Linked DNA regions of Mus musculus: region 1 is linked to region 2. A link is a contact called in public ChIA-PET data. All regions are on one chromosome and are shown on one strand. The core of a region is the stretch at or near the end of the contact, and the rest is flanking DNA. Distances in the headings are between cores, read along the strand shown. Region 1 overlaps Gm46785 (a long non-coding RNA gene). Region 2 overlaps Itga6 (integrin alpha 6).

Evidence for each region. ChIA-PET counts read pairs in DNA pulled down with a chosen protein or histone mark.
Region 1: a contact with region 2 is called in an RNA polymerase II ChIA-PET map of memory CD8 T cells, with 849 read pairs. The contact joins two enhancer-like sites. A contact is called at or near these places in 1 of 39 promoter capture datasets (embryonic stem cells), 10 of 484 Hi-C or Micro-C datasets (the N1E-115 cell line, the P5424 cell line, cortical neurons and 3 more), 2 of 115 datasets of contacts at active chromatin or transcription factors (embryonic stem cells and memory CD8 T cells) and 2 of 9 other capture datasets (adipose tissue and pancreatic islet).

What each region holds. Positions count from the first base shown.
Region 1 is chr2:71,938,186-71,945,014 of GRCm38.p6, forward strand. Gm46785 (a long non-coding RNA gene) reads left to right here. Exons shown (of 3, transcript XR_001783614.1): 2 at 353-408; 3 at 3,652-3,848. Among named protein-coding and RNA genes, the nearest start is that of Gm46785, 3.8 kb to the left of the region's middle. Within about 2 kb of position 3,441, at least 32 of the 459 cell types and tissues checked have an H3K27ac peak or open chromatin away from gene starts, as enhancers often do. A contact at or near this core is called in the P5424 cell line and memory CD8 T cells, where this site is marked.
Region 2 is chr2:71,810,115-71,816,131 of GRCm38.p6, forward strand. All of the region lies in intron 1 of Itga6 (integrin alpha 6), which reads left to right. Among named protein-coding and RNA genes, the nearest start is that of Itga6, 26 kb to the left of the region's middle. Within about 2 kb of position 4,092, at least 203 of the 459 cell types and tissues checked have an H3K27ac peak or open chromatin away from gene starts, as enhancers often do. A contact at or near this core is called in the P5424 cell line and memory CD8 T cells, where this site is marked.

The sequences.
Region 1 (6,829 bases), core at 2,191-4,690, 130 kb after region 2:
GCATGGGCCCGCAGAGGTACCCCCTTCCCCCATATCTCACCACACCACCATAGAACATATCTTAATATTTCTTTATCTTTTAATAATTACAACAGTGTCCACAGTCAAACATGCTATAGAAGAAAGAAAATAGTCAACATGTTTTTAATTTTTTTTAATGTATGTATGTACATATGAGTTATTTGCCTGCATGCATGTATGCCTGTACATTCTGCGTGCCTGGTGCCTGTTGAGGCCAGAAGAGGGTGTCGGATGCCCTGGAACTGGAATTACAGACAGGTGTTGCCATGCAGTGCTGGGAAATTCCTCTTCTGGAAGAACCATTCTTACTGAGCCACCTCTTTATCCCCAGCATATCTGTCTTAGAAGAAAATTCTACTACCAGAGTTACAAGGAAATTGAAATCAGGTAAAGGAGCAAAAACTTAAATACTCTAGGAGGGAAATTTGGAGAAAGAAAACATAGTAACATCTACACCAACTAGCAATTGGACAGGAGAACAGAAAGTAACATAGTAACATTTACTCCACCAACTAGCAATTGGACAGGAGAACAGAAAGCTGGCATCTTGCTCCTTTCTTTGTTTCTACAGAAAGTCTTGGGAGTCTTGACAAAAACAGCATCTTTGATCTTGAAAGAGAAAAGCATTTTTTGGAGTGCTGAGTGAGTCTGCAGAGAGGAAGACAAACTCCCACCCGGCCTTCCCAGACGGCTGGTTCCTTATTTGTCTGTGAATCAGCGAGGCTCCAATTTCATGCCCTGCCCTTTCAAACTTAAGAGTTTAAAATTAGTATCATACATCAGAGTGTCATCTCCTGCTAAGACATAGCTCCCCTTTCTGTGTTTGGTGACTGTATTTTTAGCTACAAATCGCTAGCGATATCTGGATGGCAGACCTTCTGGTTTCAAAGCTTAGTCTCAGACTGAATGTCAAGCCCATTTGCACAACTATTAGGGAACTGGGATTTCTGGTCATGTGATGAAAAGGTTTTGGTGATGTCACCACGATTTGCTTTGATTTAAAAATGGTGAAGAGTGTTGTTTTTGGCAGCCACAGTGAGCCACAGGTTTACTGGTTAGGCAGGAAAGGAAGTTTGGGAAGTTGATTCCTTAGTGTTCAAAGATGTTGTTGCTTTCCCTTTCTCCCTGCCTTTGTCTGTCCACTACAATAGAAAAGCACCTTTCTGCATTTTATAATCTGCCATGCACTCTGGTTGAGTCAGCTTGACAGGCCAAGAGGCCTGGAAGCCACTCTAGAGGCAGAGAGTTTCACGGAAACTCACCTCCTGGAGTCTGGCATTCTCTTTAACCCATATACTCATATTCTATTCTCGCGTTAGTCTGGTGCATGGATCCACATGCTCTCTTTTAGTATTATCTTATTATAATGCCTTTTAAGATTGAATTCTGACATAGCTAAGCCTTCACCAGTGTTCCAACGTCCTAGAAAGTCCTTGAGCAGACAATGGGCTTGGAATTCAGTAAGAATGTTGCCTATTCAGTGACATTCAGAATTGCCTCTGGTATTACACTATCACTTTGAATAAAAGCTAGGTCACTGCTCTACACAGGAATTTACCATCATCTAGGAAGAATGAAGTTTGAGACCTAAGGAGGAACCAGAGTAGATACTTAGAACTATAGATAGCTGAGTTACACCCATACACATGTATTTACAGTGGCCTAGGGGAGAAGGTGGACTATACAATAGACTAAAATAGGAACTATGGCAAGGGCACGAAGCCCTTGACCCTGGCTTCTAAGATTAAGTGAACTTTAGGTGGAACTCTTTTTGATCCCAGTTGTTAACAATGAATTCTATCCCAGGTGGTTCCTGTTAGACCTTCTGTGTTTGTATTCCTCTGTTTTGTGTAAGAATCCAGTAACCTCTTTGTACCTTGCTGGTGTGTCACCCAACTTCCCTATTTTCTTCTGTATAAAAAGTTTGATGCTCGATTTGACAAATTACATTCAGATTCTACACAGCCTCTCCTGTGTGCATCTGTCTGTCATTCCATCCAACGCTTTGCCCACCTGCCCCAGAGACCCGTTCCACGCAGACAAAGGGGCCCAGAGGGTCTGCGGCAATAATCAATAGATGTTTGTTAGACTCATGGTTCTAGAGGCTGTAGTTGTAGGGATGAAAGGCAGCATCCGGTAGGGAAACTTCTTGCTTTTATCTCCCATGATGGAATGCAGAGGGTCCCTGGGCAGAGTTCATGCCTGCAGTAATTCCCTAACACTATTAAAGAGTACACACTAGGTTCATATCTGGCTGAAATACAGCCTTGACACAAAGTAGGTGCTTTTTAACTGTTCACTCACCAATCAAAGTGAGAAAGATTCAGCAACATTTTCAAAGGCAAAAGAACCTTCTAGAAACCAGGTTGAGATTTAAACAGATATAATGGCTTGCCAGTTTATCTACGTGGGATATCAGAAGGAATTCCTGCAAGAGATACTGGGCGGGGAGATCTCTCTACAAAATATAACTGTAGAGTTTAGAATGCAAAAATGTTGGTATTCATGCAGAGATCCCATTAGGTTGATGATTTTTAACCTGGTAACTTTCAGGAGTAGCATCCTATGGTGTATGGCTGTATGAATGATGATGGTTGATTCCTTGGTTGGTCATTCCTACTGAGTTGGCGTGCTTTGGCCTTTAACGGTGGGAATAGGATCAACAGGTCGAGAAATCACAGCTTCTTGTTTCCCAACATATCTGTTCTCTCAGTTGAAGTCATTATGGGGGGAAATACTGGGAGAGGAAGAAAACAAAGGAGAATGGGGGGAAAAGAGGCAAAACCACAGATCCAAGTTTGGAAACCAGTGCACCTATTATCCATTATCTTCCTTAAGAGATGTTTTTCTGCCACAAACATAGAAAAGACATGAAATACATACATACATACAGACATAATACATACATACATAGCAGAAAGGATACCGTTAATTTGAAGCTGTTTGTCAAGGCTTGAGACCTCTGTAGACAGCCTATTTTTCTGTTGTGAGGTGTCACCAGAGAAGACCACTCAGACAAGGGTTCAAGTCAATAGAAGGTCTTTATTAGCTAACCGTTGACTACACTGAGTGTTCAGAACCAGAGTGCAGTTCTTTTTTTTTTTTTTAAGATTTATTTATTATTATACATAGGTACACTGTAGCTGACTTCAGACACACCAGAAGAGGGCAACAGATCTCATTACGGGTGGTTGTGAGCCACCATGTGGTTGCTGGGATTTGAACTCAGGACCTTTGGAGGAGTTGTCAGTGCTTTCACCCACTGAGCCATCTCTCCAGCTCCCCAGAGTGCAGTTCTGAGCCTTTCTGAAGGTGAGCTTTTAAACACAAAAACCACATCCTGGGTTAACACACCTCAGTTAGCAAGAACTGTTAGCCAGAAGCAGAACTACACAGAAGCCAAAAAGCAAGGTTAGCACATTTAGGGACTTTCCCAGAACTATAGTGTTGATAGAGTAAGTCTTTGATCTTATTGTGGCAGGTGGGGCTGCCTGTAGGTTCCATGTATGCTGGGTTCCAAGGCCTGAATGAAACTTCCATCATGGGGTCAGTGGTGCTAAGGTCTGGGGGGCTGCTACACTTCCTAGTATCATGTTGTGGAACTTTCTTTGACCCTCCTTCAATTTCCAGACCGTGATGTGGCCAGTTCCAGCTGCATGTATCTCATAGACATCTTCTGTTGTCATCGTTACCACCATGGCAGACACACGTCAGTACTTGTTCTTGATGCTTCTCGCTCACCGGAGGGCAAATCTGTTCTGCTCATTTGTGAATCCTGGAATATCCCAGGATATTTGACAGTGTTTGCCCAGTTCATATTTCCTGGATACATGAATTAGACTATTCTTTTTCTACTTTATAAGAACACTTTTTTTGGAACCAGTGTATACTCATTGATAACTTGATTCTGACCAAAAATAAATAAACAAACTCTTAAACGCGTTCTCACGACCGGCCAGGAAGAACACAACAAACCAGAATCTTCTGCGGCAAAACTTTATTGCTTACATCTTCAGGAGCCAGGAGCGCAAGCCCCAAGCCCCAAAAACGAAAGGCCCCCAAAACGAAAGCGAAACCCTGTCCCTATTTAGGAGAGTTATCCTTCGCCTAGGACGCATCACTCCCTGATTGGCTGCAGCCCATGGCCGAGTAAAGGCAGAGTACATGTAGTGGAAAATTACTCTTGGCACATGCGCAGATTATTTGTTTACCACTTAGAACACAGCTGACAGCGCCATCTTGTGACGGCGAATGTGGGGGCGGCTCCCAACATCTCCCCCTTTCCTTTTAATAAGAGCAATAGGCCACCCATATTAATGAGAGTGGAGATAGAGGTCAAATCCCCAGTGTGCAGGTAAAGGAGCCATGTACAGGATTAGCTCTTAGGCTCACAGGCTTTTACCCAGAGCAACCCTGACCTGCTCCCGTGTCGTTTTGCCTGGAGAGAAGGACACTTGGACACTCAACCTTCTTGAAAGATGACATGTCTCCCTAGAATAGGCTCATATATGCCGCAGAGCCCTTCTACTGCAGTGCTTAGCCGTGCAACTCTCTCGGGCTGCTGAAGCACACTCACTCTATCCCGTGCAATGAGTCTAGCCTCGTGGGATGCAAGAGCTGAGTGGCCAGCGACCTATTGCCTAAGCATAGATATATCAGGGGAAGCACCATGTTCTAGAGCTGCAAGTGCCTGGGCAATAACCACCTTGTCTCTCCTAGTTTGGGCCTTAAGCTTACAGACCAACCAAAGAAGCAACACTAATCCACAGCAAAGTGTATCTCCAAATAATATCAATCCCACCCATTCTTTAAAGAAGGGAAATGCTGAGGAGATCCAATTGGGTAATCCTTTGGTCAGGGACAGGTCCAAGCGCGTGGAGTTGACCTGAAGTCTCAATTCCCGAAGGATCTGTTCAAATTCAGCCGTCCAATTCTGTAACATATACTGAAAAAGACTTTTTGACAAATTAGCTGCCCTAGTAAAATTCTCATACTGAATGGAAGTAATGGACAATCCCGGAAACTTTTGTTCACATCCCAGCTGAGTTATTTGCCATAATACATCTAGTTGTTTCTGGACAAGATCTATGAGTTGATTAACCAGCATGAGACCTCCCTGTATCTTGACATTAGCTGAGGCCTGTTTATCTATGACTGTAGTCACGAGGCTGACAAAGTGTTAATGGTGTCAGTCGTCTGGACCTGTCCAGACAGAGCCAAGGCTGTCTGAATCAAGGCCAAACCCAGTTCCTAGTTAGTGGTAAAAAAGCAGGGGAATACTTGAGCATTATACATCACCGTCATTAGGAGTGGAAATGTCGACATTATCCCCCAACGCTGCTCTCTCTTTATTATTGACGCCCTGGACATCACCAAGACGAGGGACATCAGTATTCCCTTGGTCAGTCTGGATTTTTCGGGTGAGTCTTTCTGGTATCCAAAATGGGTTGTCTTCATTCTGTGGGAAAACACAAACCGCTCCCCTGGATCTTATCAAAATAGGATCCGGGCCATACCATTTATTATCAAGGACATTTTTCCATTTAACCATCTCATTGGGCCTATCTGGCTCTGAACAATGACGTTCAGCCGCAGTATGGCCATGAACATCAATATTTAAAAAATTGAGTGTAAAGAGTGCCATAGACACAGACACTCTTGGTACTCGGGGTAGAGTCTCCTCAATTCCCCTCTTCTGTTTTATAAGATAGGCTTTGAGGGTGCGATGCGCACGCTCAACAATACCCTGTCCTTGAGGGTTGTATGGAAGTCCAGTCAGGTGGGTCACGTCCATCTGACGGCAGAACTGCTGGAATTTTTGAGATGTATAAGCTGGTCCATTATCAGTCTTAAGGAGTTTGGGTTTCCCCCAAGCACTCCATGCCTCAAGACAATGTTGAATCACATGTGAGGCTTTTTCTCCGGTTAACGGAGAAGCAAACATGATGCCAGAACATGTGTCAATGGACACATGGAGATATTGAAGTTTTCCAAAGGAAGAAACATGTGTAACATCCATTTGCCAGACCTGTAGAGGTCGAATACCGCGTGGGTTAATTCCCACATGAGGAACTGGCAAGAACTCACAGCAGCTTTGACATTGAGTAACAATGTCACGGGCTTCTTTTCTTGTCAAGGAGAAACGACTGCGTAATGTTTCAGCCATCACATGAAAATTGTTATGAAAATTTCTTGCAGCCTCTACCGGGGATGATAGGGCAGCAGCCACCACTTTAGTGGCCTTATCTGCCAAATCATTTCCCAGAGCCATGGGGCCAGGTAGGCCTGAATGGGCTCTAACATGAGTAATATAAATAGGAAATCTTCTAGATAACAAAACTAATTGTATCTGCTGAACAATATTGGCAACTCTACTGGAAGGCTTAATCACTCCAGCCACTTCTAAAAGATTTACTGCATTAACCACATAACAGGAATCTGATACAATATTAAGGGGTTCTAAAAAGGTTTTTAAAACTTCTAAAACCACTAAACATTCTACCACTTGAGGTGAATTTTCATTATATTGTTTGGATACCACTTTACCATTAGCCACATAGGCACCTATGCCAGTTTTTGATCCATCAGTATATACCACAATCCCATTTTTAAGTGGGTTTCTTACTGTTATTTGTGGATACACAACAGATTGATTTTGGGCAAACTGTAAAATTGGATGTTTTGGATAATGGTTATCTATTTGTCCTGAAAAGGAGGTAACTAAAACTGCCCAATCATTAGATGTGGCTGCCAAGGTTTGAACCTGTGCAGCGGTATAAGGTACAATTAAAAGATATGGACTTCGCCC
Region 2 (6,017 bases), core at 2,842-5,341:
TTTCTCTCTACATAGTAAAGGCCAGCGAAGAAGCGAGACCTAAGTGGTGCACTGCGTCACAATGCGACAGCGGCCTCTCACTGTTTGTGGGGTTCCATTTATACTCTTTTCAAACAGCATACACCCTCTCCAGCGCTCGCTCAAGCAAAACATCACATGCCCTGTCACGTGTCTGCTTCAGCCAAACATCCTCTCGTAAAACAGCTTCTAGAAAAATACCACAACTGAGTTTCCAAAGAAACCAGAAATTTCCACTTCAATTTATACTTCACACTGAATAATATCTGGGTCTGTTAAAAAAAAAAAGAGAGAGATGAGCGAATTGTGGTTGCCAAAAGGTGACTTGGTTTCATTGTAAATGAAAGATAACACATAGTAGGACTTGGGAAATGAAGAGGAATGTCTGGAAAGAAGGAATATCAGAATGCTTGCACCTTCATCTCACTCATTGAAGGAACTGAGATTTTTATCAAATGTTGGAAAGGAAATAGAAGTTCAAGAATTTAAAACGGAACATAGCCAATACAACCCAAAGCAACAAGTGTCTTGTTGGCTTCCCCTTCTGATGATAGGGCCAACATTGGCTAATCAAGAAATAAATATCACAATCTATAAATAAAGAGAGGTTAAATCTAGAATAAAAGTAAGAGTTGCCCATTTCTGTAGCCTGGGATGAGTTTAGAATCTATTACTTCGACCCTAAGTTTGTTTGTTCGTTCTTGCTTGCTTGCCTGCCTGCCTGCCTTCCTTTATTATTTATTTTACAAAAAAAAAAATGAAATATTGAGTTTGAAGATGGCTCTAGATGTCAGAGCGACACAGTTCTCTGGGTAATGCTGTGGCCTGCTTTTTCAGGTCTTCAATCAAATGAGCTGAGAAGACAGTGTTTTAAATTAAGCAATAATAGTGGCCTTGTTCTAATGAAGCAATAGTTCACATTTCCCGAGACAGAGTTGAGTAGCTAGAGGCACACTCTTTAATCCTTAAGGAAATGAATTATTGCCTAAGACAATGAAGCAAAGCTGCTATTGTCTTTAAAGCTTGAAGAATGCCAGTGTTTAGGACGCTTGATGGAAATAGTTAATACAGAAGTAGGCCAGCTGTCGGGGGAGACGTGCAAATATGAGTGACTGGTGGAGTGGCCCGCTCTGGATTCTAGGATAGCTTATTCAGACTGTGGTAGTGCATCCAGAGCCTTTAGCCTGTAAACGTGGTCTCCTTTGAAGACCTCAGTTTATGTCTTACTCTGAGTGACCACCATGCTTTTTGACATCGCCTTTCTCTGTGACAGAGTTTATTTCTTGCTAAAGATGGTGCTGTGGTTTTGAGGGTTTTTTAAAGGATTTTGTTGTTTGTTTGTCTGCATGTACAGTGTGTACCGTGTGTGCCTAGTGTCGGTGCAGGTTAGAAGAGGATTCGGATCCCCTAGAACTGGAGTTACAGATAGTTGTGAGCTACCAGTGTGGGTCCTGGGACCAAACATGGGGTCTTCTGGAAGAGCAGCGCTTAACCACTGAGCCATCTCTCCAGCCTCTTGCGTCTTATCTTTAAATATTTTCCAATATGTTGAAATCTTCAGGGAGTTACTCCAGTACAACTTTGCAACTCGGTGGAAGGTGGCCATGGTGGCTCAACTTTAATCCAGCCCTGGGAGGCTGAGGGAAGAAAGATGGTGCATTAGAGGAAATTCCTGCCTCAGAAATCCTGCCCTCCCCCCAAAACACGGGAAAAATAACAAAACTTAGTAGAAGTCGCTGTCTAGTGGCTCTAAGGCAAGCAGTTTGAACAGTGACTTTTCCTAGTGCCAAACTCTAGACACTGGCCCCATGTTTGTAGTCTCTCCTTTGGACCTGATATGGGAACAGGGTTTTGGATGCTGCTCTTGTTAGTTTCCATTGCTCCTGCCCCTACAAGGCCTGACTCGCTTCCCCGCTCCCACCCCAGCCTGTCTGTAGAGTGCAGAGCTGCTGCTGTAGTTCAGGCTTCTACTTATGAGCATGGTGGTACACACCTTTCATCCCAGGCAGAGATAGGTGGAGCTCTGAGTTCTAGGACAGCCTGGCACTACACAGGGAAACCCTGTCTCTGGGAGAGGGAGAGAGACACACAGACAGACAGACAGACAGATGTCTCTGAGAGAGAGGGACATACACACAGAGACAGAGAGACAGAGTCTTGAGAGTATGGCAGCAGCAGAGAGACAGTGGCATACCTGCAGCCCTGGTCCTTGGAGTTGACTTGGTGCCCACAGAGCAGTAATGCACACAGAGCACCTGGTTCCCTTACTAAACCCGTCTGGGCAGCCAGGCGCCCAGCCCTTCCTGTGAGGAACCGGGAGGAAGCTTTGGATTTATACAAAAGCCAGATTTTGGCACGCGTTTTGAGGGGTTGGTTGAAATGGGCTATTCTTCCAGAACCTACAAGCACCTGGCAGCTCAAGAATCAATGTGTGCCTAGCATTTAACCTACACCATGACCTAAAATGACTTAGATTAGAAGTAGACGGTTGTCCCCGGTGTCCTTGTTTGCATACTGGTCTAGTTTTGCTCATTTATTTGTTCTTCACAGACATAGCTTGAACTAATGGACTGTGACTGTATATAAAGCTGATTCCAAGTGAGATTAAGAGCCTTTTTGCTAATCTCTGAACCAGGGTAACTGTGAGAAATGGGTCCCCAATGGTTGCTGAGTGTTGGGGTGACTTTATTCATCTGTTTCTGGGACCTGCCGTTGTATTGGATTAGCTCGCAGTATAGCCTTGAAATGCAGAGTGGTGCAACAGGCGCCCTCTGCTGGCAGGCCATTCCCTTTTGTAGCCACCCACTCCTGCAGCCGGTGTGGATCCTCTTCCCTCCCTCCCAGAAGGTATCTGAAATGGAAACAGGATGCTTAAGAAGCCGTGTGGGCAGAGTCTGGGGTAGGCACCCTTTCAACTGGCATTATCCTTTATAGATGTATGCCTCTTAACATTGTCTTTATGCCTGACAACCTGGCTCCTTCCTTTATTCTATGCAGTCCGCCACTTCCTTCTCTGTCCAATGCCTGTGCCCCACCGGGGATGGAGGAGAGAAGGGTTGGAGAAAGCCCTTGGCTCTGAAGACCTGTGGCTGTGCATGGAGTAACCTCCACAGTCTGTTATTGTTTAAACGTGTGTGTGTGTGTGTGTGTGTGTGTGTGTGTGTGCGTGCGTGCGCGAGAGAGAGAGAGAGAGAGAGAGAGAGAGAGAGAGAGAGCCCGCGTGCACGCCCCCCCCCCCCCCCCCGCCCGCGGAAGCCAGAAAAGGGCTTTGGAGTTATAGGCATTAGACTTGATGATGCTGGACTCCGAACTTTGCTCCTCTGGGAAAGAACAGGCAGGTGCACTAACCACTGAGTCATCCCTCCAGCCTCTGCACAGCTTGTTCATGTTGCTGGAAACCTTTGAAGTGCCTATCCCATGTAGGGACCCAGAAAGGCTCAAGAGATGGCTGCATCCTTAGGCTCTGCGGGCCTCCTCTCCTACCTCTCTCCCCTGAGCCTGTCTTCTCACCAGGCTGTCTGTCCATCTTCAACTCCACTTACCAAATCACCAGACTCCAGTCTCCTACGGCGGCTATCTCAGTGCTTCTTAACTTGTGGGTCGTGACCCCTTCAGGGGTCAAACAACCCTTTCTTTCACTAGGTTCAAATATCAGATATTTACATTATGTTTCATAACAGTAGCAGAATTACAGTTATGAAGTAGCAACAAAGATAATGTTATGGTTGGGGGTCACCATAACATGAGGAACCGTACTAAAGGGTGGTGGCATTAGGAGTGTTGAGACCCACTGCTCTAGCTCCTCCCTTGGAAGCAAAGCCAGTCTTGCCTGTTCTCTGCTGTCCCTCCTAGGTCTCTTCTGCTGTCATTTCCTGGTAGCACTCTCTCTACAAAGCACTTGCCCTCTCCCTCCCAGTCCTTTTCTGAGCTAGCTACTTCTGGATCAGGTGGAGCCACACTGGAGTTTTAGGAGATGGAAGCTACCTGGGAGGCCGTCCCTTATGCATCCTGGGGCAGTACTTGTTGAAGCAGTAATTGGCTGTAGGAGGAGCTTGGTAAACAGGAAGTAGCCTGCCACCCTTAGCAGCCTCCTTGGGTGTGTGTAAGAGGAAGTGGTTAGAGGAGGGAAAGCTGTCTAGGCTGTCGGAGCTGCCCTTTGAGTCTCCTCTTGGCAGTTGGTTACCTTTACCCACCATTGGGCCTGGGTTCTTTTTCCCTTCGCCTGCTGGGAGTCAGACTTAAATCTGTCAGTATGCCAGTGGTTTTTATTTCAGTGTGTCATTGTTATAGGCTGGCTTTTGTGCTAAACGTTTTAGTTGTTCAGTTTTGTTTCTTGGGGAGCATTCATTACGCAGGGACAGGGACACTGTTTCTAGGTAATCTTTGTCCTGCCTGGCACCTGGCTGTGAGGTCCAGAGGCCTCATAATTAATCTCTGTCAAGGCCTCGATTTCCTATCAAATGGGAGGGTGCAGGCTCCTTAGCTTCTGTTTACTCATGGTTCAGCTCATTGTTTGTTTCTCTAGCCACCCCAGCACAGGGTCCATCCCACATCTGCCAAGCATCAAAACCCATTCTCTGCACATTCTAGGCCACCTCGTCTCTCAGGTATTGTGAGCTCCTGCAGGGACAGTGTTACTTGGATACCTGGTGGGCCTATGCAGACCCCTGCACCCTGGCTTCTCTATACCCCCTATTGATTGATAAATTTGGGGACCCGGGGGGCAATTGCTTCCCTAAGTCTCCACTTCAGTTCCGTTGCTTTGGTGTGTGCGGGTTCATCATTTCCAATGTAGACTTGGAACTAGAAGTGGGCAGTGCGAACTGCCTCAGGTGAGGAGATGGGTTATCTGTCTGGTAGGAAGGGCAGCCACTGTCCCCATGGAAGCCATCGTCATGCTCCTGTTTCTCCTGGGCAGATGTGATCCCCTTCCCCCTGTTGCACCTGCAGCAGCATAGCCGTTAGTGTATTTACTTTTTAACTGGGATCCATCCCAGCAAGGAAGAGGTAGTGGGGATGTTAGCTAGAGTTGGTTTTTGTTGTTCATTTTGCACCTGACCCTGCAGGCTTCCCAGTGCACTTTGCTGATGTTAGCTAGCGTTGGTTTTTGTTGTTCCTTTTGCACCTGACCCTGCAGGCTTCCCAGTGCACTTTGCTCCCTTCAGAGGGTTTATTGTTTGTTCCCAGCTGGCTTTCCATCTCCAGCCCATACCTCAAAGCTCTGGTTTCCACTTCTCTGTGTGGTCCGGTGTGTGTTCTTTCTTTCTGTCTCTTGTATTGTTTGTTTCTTACCCTAGAGGTTGTAAACCACGTGACCAGCCAGCCCCTCTGCTAATGAAGTGAAAGCTCTCCGCTGCCTGCCGATCATGAGTTGGGATTAGGAGCCACTCCTTGGGGAAAGTCTGGGGTGGAGAGAAGAGGAATGTCCCACCCACAGCTGCCACTTCATTTCTCAGCCTTTGTGGGAGACTGGTTGATATGGGGGAGCTTGTATCATGTACCCATGAGACAGAACATCACGTGTTGCACTTTAAATAGATGGAGATTCTCCTTGTCAACTATATCCTCAATAGAGCTGAAGAAAAAGAAAAAGGGAAGAGATTAATTGTGACATGGGCAAGAGTTGGATTCTTAATCTGTAGATACAGTGTTGCAAAGCTAGGTGTAGTCAAAGTGTTCCCTGGAGGATACCTGTCTTAGTCAGGGTTTCTATTCCTGCCCAAAACATTACGACCAAGAAGCAAGTTGGGGAGGAAAGGGTTTATTCGGCTTACACTTCCATACTGCTGTTGATCACCAAGGAAGTCAGGACTGGAACTCAAGCAGGTCAGGAAGCAGGAGCTGATGCAGAGGCCATGGAGGGATGTTCCTTCCTGGCTTGCTTCCCCTGGTTTATTCTGCCTGCTCTCTTATAGAACCCAAGACTACCAGCCCAGAGATGGCACCACCCACAAGGGGCCTTTCCCCCTTGATCACTAATTGAGAAAATGCCTTACAGC